Linked DNA regions of Mus musculus: regions 1 and 3 are each linked to region 2. The links are chromatin contacts, called in public promoter capture Hi-C maps. All regions are on one chromosome and are shown on one strand. The core of a region is the stretch at or near the end of the contact, and the rest is flanking DNA. Distances in the headings are between cores, read along the strand shown. Region 1 holds the start of Eif2a (eukaryotic translation initiation factor 2A). Region 2 holds the start of Ift80 (intraflagellar transport 80). Region 3 holds the start of Ndufc1 (NADH:ubiquinone oxidoreductase subunit C1).

The links. Promoter capture Hi-C pulls out the DNA fragments that hold promoters and counts their contacts.
Region 1: a promoter capture Hi-C map of cranial neural crest shows a contact between it and region 2. The contact joins the promoter of Eif2a here to the promoter of Ift80 in region 2.
Region 3: a promoter capture Hi-C map of cranial neural crest shows a contact between it and region 2. The contact joins the promoter of Ndufc1 here to the promoter of Ift80 in region 2.

The regions. Positions count from the first base shown.
Region 1 is chr3:58,524,477-58,527,176 of GRCm38.p6, forward strand. Eif2a (eukaryotic translation initiation factor 2A) reads left to right here and starts at 1,345. Exons shown (of 14, transcript NM_001005509.2): 1 at 1,345-1,610. The coding sequence starts at 1,583. Serp1 (stress-associated endoplasmic reticulum protein 1) reads right to left here and starts at 1,408. Exons shown (of 3, transcript NM_030685.3): 1 at 934-1,408; 2 at 607-682. The coding sequence starts at 1,017.
Region 2 is chr3:69,003,222-69,005,921 of GRCm38.p6, forward strand. It overlaps Ift80 (intraflagellar transport 80), which reads right to left and starts at 1,349. Exons shown (of 20, transcript NM_026641.2): 1 at 1,211-1,349. Smc4 (structural maintenance of chromosomes 4) reads left to right here and starts at 1,517. Exons shown (of 24, transcript NM_133786.4): 1 at 1,517-1,869.
Region 3 is chr3:51,407,538-51,410,237 of GRCm38.p6, forward strand. It overlaps Ndufc1 (NADH:ubiquinone oxidoreductase subunit C1), which reads right to left and starts at 1,418. Exons shown (of 4, transcript NM_025523.1): 1 at 1,327-1,418; 2 at 608-711. The coding sequence starts at 1,393.

The sequences.
Region 1 (2,700 bases), core at 95-2,594, about 10 Mb before region 2:
GCAAATAAAAGCATCTGTCTCAATAACAGCAGCTTGTCTATTAAAGCAGCAGGCAGAGCAGGAGGACAGTCTGTAATACATCCATCCGCAGGGGCAAGAGTCTATCATCTTAAAACCAGGCTGTCTTAATAACTAATCTTACCTGAAAACACTTGTCTCATACATTAAATATCCCAGCAGGTATGTTTCCTCTACAGAAAATCAATTCTTTGTACTACCCTTACTTTATATACTTAGTTTTTGACATAGAGACCTTAGGTACTGGTATCGTTCAGTCCTGTTCTAGTATCCAGATGTTCACGATGTTCGCTAAGTTTTTTGCAACACTATCGATAATAAAGTTACAATGCAAATCAGAGATATTTGGTGCTTAATTTCTTCTAAGGGATCATTAGGAAGATCTAATTTCTCTCTCTCTCTCTTTTTGATCTTCAATGAGCATAAATCAAGGTAAGAGAAATTTCTGGGGCACCACCCTCTGTGGTACAAGTTATCCAGTTCACTAGAAACAATTCTCTTAGCAGGTGGGTTGAGAACCACGCGGGTAGGTAGGACTCGCCACTCATCCACGTCATTCCAAACCGCGAGAGCCCCCCAAACACTTACCAGAGCCACAGACAACAAAAATGAAGAGGGCCAATAACCAGGGTCCTACCGACGCCTTTTCTTCGGGGGCATTTCTCTGCAAAAAGAAAAAACCCGGTTTCAAATGCAGAGAAAGCACTCTCGGATCCCGGGCTCCCAAGGCCTGCACCCCAGGCCAGGTGGCCGGCCGGCCGACTCACAGATCTCTCCCCCCACCCCAGATTCCACCGCAGCGGGAGTCCGGAGTCAGGCGGGTCTGGGGAGAACTCGCCGCGGCCCCGGCCGGGCGCGGGGCGCGGGCCTCGGCTCCCGGCCACGACATGGAGCGGGGTGCCCACTTTCCCTTACCGAGGTCTTAGCGACGTTGCCGCGCTGAGTTATGTTCTTGCTGTGCTTCTCGTTGGCCATACGGATCCTCTGCTTGGCGACCATTTTCGCAGCGCCACCTGCCCCAAGAACCTCTCGGACTCGCTCGCTCGCCGGTCCCGGGCCACCGGGAGGGAGGCTCGGCTCTGATCGCGGTGCCTACGCCGTCTACAGCCACTGGGCCGGGACGCGGAGCGCTGGAACACCGGCAGCCGCCGATCGCGGCGGTCTGAGCAGCCTTTGGGGCGGCGTGCCGGGGAGAGCGGGCCGCAGGGCCGAGAGGCAAGAGTCCAACCACCGGACAGTGCAACCGGCAACCTCGAACTAGTTCGGGTTCGGCTGCCAACGTCAGCACTGGGCAGACCCCGCCCCGCGGAAGTGTGGACTCCGCCCGCTCCGGAGAGGGAGGGCGAGCGCCGGCCGCCACCGCAGCCAGGCTCTTCCCCGCTCCGGAAAACGAGGAGCCAGAGCTGCGCGTGCGCGCTCGGGAACCAGACGTGGATTGGCCCCGAGGCTGGCGGCGCCGGAAACACCGACTCGCAGACTTTGCGCTTGGGGAGACGTGTAGAGGCCGGGTTCGGCCTTTCTTGAACTCTCACCCCAGCGCGTGGGTTTCTCTTTCCGGGACAAGATGGCGCCGTCCACACCGCTGTTGACAGGTGAGTTCCAAAAGAGCGAGAGACTCTTCCTTTACGGTGATTTCTTTCTGTGTCTTCGCGCTGGAGAATTCCTTAGCAAGCCTTGGAAGTCCGTCTTGCCTTTCCTCCTGGAAGGACCAAACTGTCTTTTAGTTTATTTGGTAATAGCATCCCAATGGGAAGTGAAGTCTCCGTCCCCAGTAGTCCCTCCTCCCAGTTATCCATCCATCGTTCTTCATCTTCCATAGGAATAGACAGGTAACAGAAAGTATTAGTTTGATGTGTGACCTGTGGTCTGCAATGCCGGGTGTTGCTTGGACCCTTCTTAATAGAAGAAACAAGACTCTTCACACCGAATTCATCTGAACTTAAGTATTATTAAAAATTATATGCTCCCTTATTGTTATGAGGTTTGTGGGAGTTGATAGGGAGCAAGACATTGCTAGTGTAGGTTAGGTTTCATGCTGAAGATGTGGCTTAAGGTGGCGACAGTGAGCAGGATAATGATAGTCTAATGTTTTCGATTGAAACAGCTGTGAGACAGTATTTAAGAAGTAGAACATGAGAAGACGCTAGGAATTTAAAGCTGACACATATTGTGGTGCTTAAACAACAACAACAAACTTGGACAACACTGGGAAAGGTGCTATACTATGTTATGGCTTGGGTATGTAAGTTTGAATAAACAAAAGATTCAAGTAGAAAAGAAGTGGGAAAGAAAAAAATCGTTGATAACAATGTAAGAAGAAAGATAGCATCATTAGGACGAATGTCTTATTTTTGAGAATTGGAAGTTATGTCCTCCTGAGACACGGCAAAGCTTTTATACTTCTGCCAGTCTAGGAATATACATTTTTAAGAGCCATGCTTATCCTGTTCAGATAGACTATCATAATTTATTCGCCAGATAGTTATGAGGTGCTAGTTGCAATCTTCTAAACACTGCCAGATAGTTGAGATTGTTTTCTTTTGTTTAGATTATTTATTTATTTATTTATGCGTCTGTATCTGAGCGTGTGCACAGGAGTACAGGCCTTAAGAGGCCCAGAAGAGGGTGTGGGCTTCCCTGGGGCTGGAGTTAGAGTTGTGAGCCTCACCTTAGATGAGTGCT
Region 2 (2,700 bases), core at 99-2,598:
TACCCCCCCCAAAAAATATTCATTGAGCTTCATGGTGACATTTATTTTATGAAGACAATTTATTTTCAACTAGAAATATAAAGGTACATTATTATATTAGCAAACGTTTATTCAAACCACACCAATCTCCAAACTCCTCCAGACTCCCACACTTGTAGTCCTCTCCAGCACTTCCTGAGAATCACTGAATCTAAGTGTTAGGCATCTCAAAGCCATAATATATTTTAGAACAATGTAAATTCATTCATTAAAGGTTGGTGGGCTGGAGAGATGGCTCAGTAGTGGTTAAGAGCACTGACTGCTCTTCTCTGAAGGTCCTGAGTTCAAATCCCAGCAACCACATGGTAGCTCACAACCATCTGTAATGAGATCTGACACCCTTTTCTGGTGCACCTGAAGACAGCTATAGTATACTTAGATTATAATAATAAATAAATCTTTTTTTTTAAAAAAAAAAGGTTTATTGGTGCTCTAAAATGCCAAACCCTAAATAGGTTGAGGAAAAAAAAAGAGAAAGGCTAACAGCTCTCAATTTAAAAGTTGCTGTATAAATACTTACTGGGGGCAGCGAAATTAATCAGCGGTTCTTTAACATTGGGGAGGATGAGTGATACAGACCGTTTTTCAAAATTATAGGGTCACTAAACATTCAGGAAAACAATGCCAAAACACACAAAACTTGGTATACAATTTTCGGAGAGTCAGAAACTCTGTCCCAACCATCATTATCCTCAAACTCAGGTTAAAAGCCCATTAAGGAAACTAAACCGCTCGGGATTAGGAATTGCCGCATCCATTTAACAACCCTTGCTATTCCTTTCACTGTGTAACAAAGACAAATGCTACTTATGAACTAATTCCCCCATAACGGTAACTAGTTATCACCAGCGAATCCTTTCTCCCACTAGGAGCCCTGCTGGCCAAATGGTTATTTAAACTCAACACCTTTCAGTAGTGTCACTTACACAAAATAGTTCAAAAATCATTGTTATTCATAAATGGACTACAAGGTTAACTCAATAATCCCGGTTTCCTCGCTTTACCTGTAAACTCCACATCCCAAGATCAACACCCTGGTGGCTGGAAGAAGATGGAAAATAACTGATGCTCCCGCAAAGCTCATCCCATCTAACCAAGAGAAGCTAGGTCTTAATGACCGCTACCGCTTCCAAGCCCTTTCTTCAAAGGCTCTGGAGATGAAGAAATTTACCTCAAGTTCCAGGAAAGCGGTGGCGACTGCTCTCAGAGCTCGAACTAGTTACCAAATAGCCTCCCGACCTTTCCGTCACCATAGTGATTTCTAAGCGCTGCGAGCGTTTCCCCCTGCCATGTTCCCGCGATACTTGCTAGGTGCCAGTCACCCGAGCGGGCTCTTGACCCCGCCCCTAACCGAGCCCGCCCTCTCCCTGGAAGGTGTTATTGGGCAACTTGGACCCGCCTACAATTGTAGGCGGGACCCTGCTTGTTTTGTTTTGTTTTTTTTCCTTCTTTTTCAAATTCCTCCAGTTTTTCAAATGCTGTCGTTCTAGAAGTGCGAAACTCTCATTTCTGTTAAAGTCCACAGAAAGGACGTAGCCCTGCTTGCTCTCCCTTCCCAGTCGTAACTTGGCCCTCGGCGCCACGGTCCCTGGGGTAGAGCCCGCGCATGCGCCCGAACGGCCCGAAGATGGCGGTGGGACTCGCCGCACTTTTTTTCAAATTCGCGGGTCCCAGAAACCCTTGCGCGCGTTTGTAACGAATTTCCGTTCGAGTTTGGATTTTAGGCGCCATTTTCGAGTGAAGGACCCGGAGCCGAGACACCGGGAGGAGCGAGGCGGGGGGTCGGCCGTGCCACCATTTCAGCCCGGCTCGGAGTGGACCCGCCGACAGGTGAAGTCCTTCTCTTCTAGATCAGGTTGTCACACTTTCTCCTCCCTGCCCCGCGGGCGCCCGCAACCCCAAGGCCTGGAGCTGGAGCGGCGGAGGCGGCTCGGCGAGCTCCCGTGCCTGTCACCCCTCCCCCTCGGCGGCCGGGCGGCGGCTCCGGCGCCTCTTCCTGGGGGAGGCAGCGAGCCTGGCTCGGCCAGAGCGTCCCCTCCCCCAGGCCGATCCGTCCTGTCTCCTAAGGGGACTGCAGCCCCACTCAGAGCCTCTCCTGGGCACTTGGCATGGCTTACACTGTCGTCCATCGGGACTCCGCCCCGGACCCGGGAGGGTTAGACCCCCTACTATCCCGGAAAGTGACCCAACCCAAGCAGACGCTGCCAGAGTCCAGTTCAGCAGTGTGTGGCGGGTGACTCCGGCTTCGGCCATCCTCTCCGCTGGGGCGATGAGGAAAAGAGACCTGGACTTCTCCGAGGGCCGTCCGGGCGTCAGGACCTAAATGGCGGGGAGAAGGGAGGGGGTTGACAAGTCGCCCGGGCAGGCAGGCGCTGCTGCTCTGGAGAGTAGCCACGCAGCCCCGAAGCTGGACGAACTTGTCTCTCTCTCTCTCTCCCACTCTGTACCTCTCTCCCTCCCTCCCCGATTCCGAGCACATTCACTCCCCAGCCCCGACGGGAGGAGACTTGTCAGCAGACGTCCTTCTCTTATGAGATGGTTCCACAGGGGCGGGGGTGGCCTGAGCGAATTCCTCCGTCCTGGGCGCGATGGCAGGCGCGGCTATGTTTCCCCACGTAGCTGGGGCGTGGGAAAACCCGTCCCGCCCGGTTGCCACTGCTG
Region 3 (2,700 bases), core at 168-2,667, about 18 Mb before region 2:
ATTCAAATTCAAAAATTATTAGTGGAATAATTTGTTGGCCACAGCCTGACATTAAATTTGAGAATGATACAGTGGAAAGCATATGGAATTATAAGAAGTGACACTCTAGCTGTTGAGTGTGTTGTAGGCTGGCTGATAAGTATATGCTATACTTTTGTGTACCTCTGTGTGTGTGTGTGTGTGTGTGTGTGTGTGTGTATGCAATGTCTAAATACAGTATGCTGTCCTTCCAACCTTAGAAGCCTCACACTGTGATTAAATGACCAACCCTCACCTCTGTGTATGTTAATTAGAAGTCAGAGAGCAGCTACTTTCTTAGAACCACAGTCTGACAGACTGTGTAACTAGAACAATGACTAATGCAATGATAAGATTCTTGGGAATCAAAGACCTAATTTCAATCCTTAATGATCTCCGCAGCAATTAAGCCTTCCATCAGGAAAAACTTTCAAAAATGTAGATGAACTTGGAGCCGCAGAGATGGCTTGGCAGTTAAGAGCATGTACTGCTTGCAAAGGACCCAAGTTTGGTCCCCAGGACCAACAACAAGCAGCTCAGAAATGTCTGTAACTTCAGCTCCAGGGGACTCGGTGAGTACGGTACTCACATAAATCCACATGAAAACCGAGGCGCCCACGGACAGTCCAACTGCCAACCAGTTAGGTTTGGCATTGACTGGCTCCCGGACATAGAACTTCGACCGTGTTGAAGCTGAAAAAGGAAAGAGAATATGTGTTTTATTGATGTCTGCGAGGAATATCTAACATATACTAGTGATGTAATTTTTGAGATAGAGGTTCTTGTAGTGCGGGCTGGCCCTGAATTCCTGATTGCCTGTCTCCACTTCCACCGGGCTGGGATTCCAGGCGCGCTCCACTACGGCTTTGTTGTCATTTGTCCTCTATCTGTTCGTCCCCAATTTAAAGAGTCAAGGAAACATAGTTCAAAGAACCTAAGTAATTTGTTCGGGGACACCAGCAGAGACAGAAGGTCGTCCTTGGTACTCAGGGCGCCTTCAAAGCTTGGGTTAAAGCCTCGTCGGCCCTCATAGGCTCTGGAGTGGGAGGTTGGGAGGCAGCCCCGGAAGGGTCTCCCAGACATTGAAAAGCCTGGGACAAAAAGACTCAAAATCCATTCGCAGAGGTCAGGGTTTAGCCTGGAGGAAAGCTGACGGCTAATGATGAGTGGAGAACCCGGCTCGCGGCCAGTGAAGGTCACTGCAGGTCGGCCTGGACCGCGACCTCCTCCTCCTCCGGAGATTCCAGGGTGGCTCGTGTTGGATGAGGGCTAGGCTGAGGGCCGAATGGGCTCTGAAAAGACACTCACAGCAGCTCGGCAGCCGGGCGGGGGCCAGCAGCCGCGAAAACGAGCGCAGCACTACGGACGGCGCCATCTTGTTCCGCAGGCTCCGCCTCTTCTCGGGTTGCTCGTTTGGCCGAGCTGGCACCGCCTTCTCCCTGCGCGCGCATCTCCGGTTGGTGGCGCAGAGCGCAGCGCCCCCTGGCAGCAGAACTGGGACTCGCAGGTGGGCCAGACTCCTACCTTCATTCAGTACAAGGTTCCCAAGAACCCGGACTTAGTGGGCTGTGAATAAAACAAAGGGTACGAAGAGGGTTGGGGCTGGGAAAGCAGTTTGTCCATCTCCAGGGTGCTGGTCAGGTTTACTACAGAGTTCGTTTGTCAGCCAAAAACTCGTGTGCTTTACACGAGTCATTACAGTGACTGTAGGATGTGCTGTGATTATTAGCATCTACTAAGAGATGTGCTCAAAGATAAACTTGTTGACGAAGGGAACTTTGTATTTGCAAAGGCTCTTAACAGTTCCTAAAATCCACTTATACTCAAAATCACATTGATTCCTCTCAGTCCTATGAGGTAGGTTCTGTTATTCATCGGGGTGGAATCCTACATCGCCGTCAAGTGCCTTACCACTGAGCTACATAGCCCCACATAGTTTTTTTTTTTTTGTTTTTGTTTTTTTTTTTAACTTTTTGAGAAAGGGTCTCGCTAAGGTTCCCATGCACTTGATCTTCCTGCCTCCTGAGGAGCTGGGATTATAGACCTTTGTCACCAGGCCCTGATAAAATTCTTATATATGGAGGCTGGAGAGATGGCTAAGCAATTAATAGCACTGCTTAGCCATCCAGAGGTCCTGAGTTCAATTTCCAGCAACCACATGGTGGCTCACAACCCTCTGTAATGGGATCCCATGCCCTCTTCTGGTGTATTTGAAGACAGTGACAGTGTACTTACATAAAACAAATAAGTAAATCTTTAAAAAAAATTTTTATAGATGTTAGATGACAGTGATCTGACTGGTTCAGATGGCAGAGGCATCCAGTGTGTGGTCCTCAGAACTCTAGATCTAGAGTCCATTAGCTCACTTAACAATGGGATTGGCTATAATGCCAGGAGCCTATATAGAACAAGATTCAAACGGTCATGTCTCTGTACCATTTGGGTATACTACATTTCAACAATATATTCTTTAGTTGTTACTTAATCTCTACTATAGTTGTCTATTGATAACGTAAAACTTATCCTTGTAGGATAGTTGGGAAGTTTAGGTGTTATCTGAAAGTACTAAATGCCCAGTTTGCCTATTCAAGACACTGTTTTCTTTTTAAATAATTTATTTTTATTTTAAGAACATTGCTGTTTTGACTGTATGTATCTCTGCATGAGAGTGTCAGATTCCCT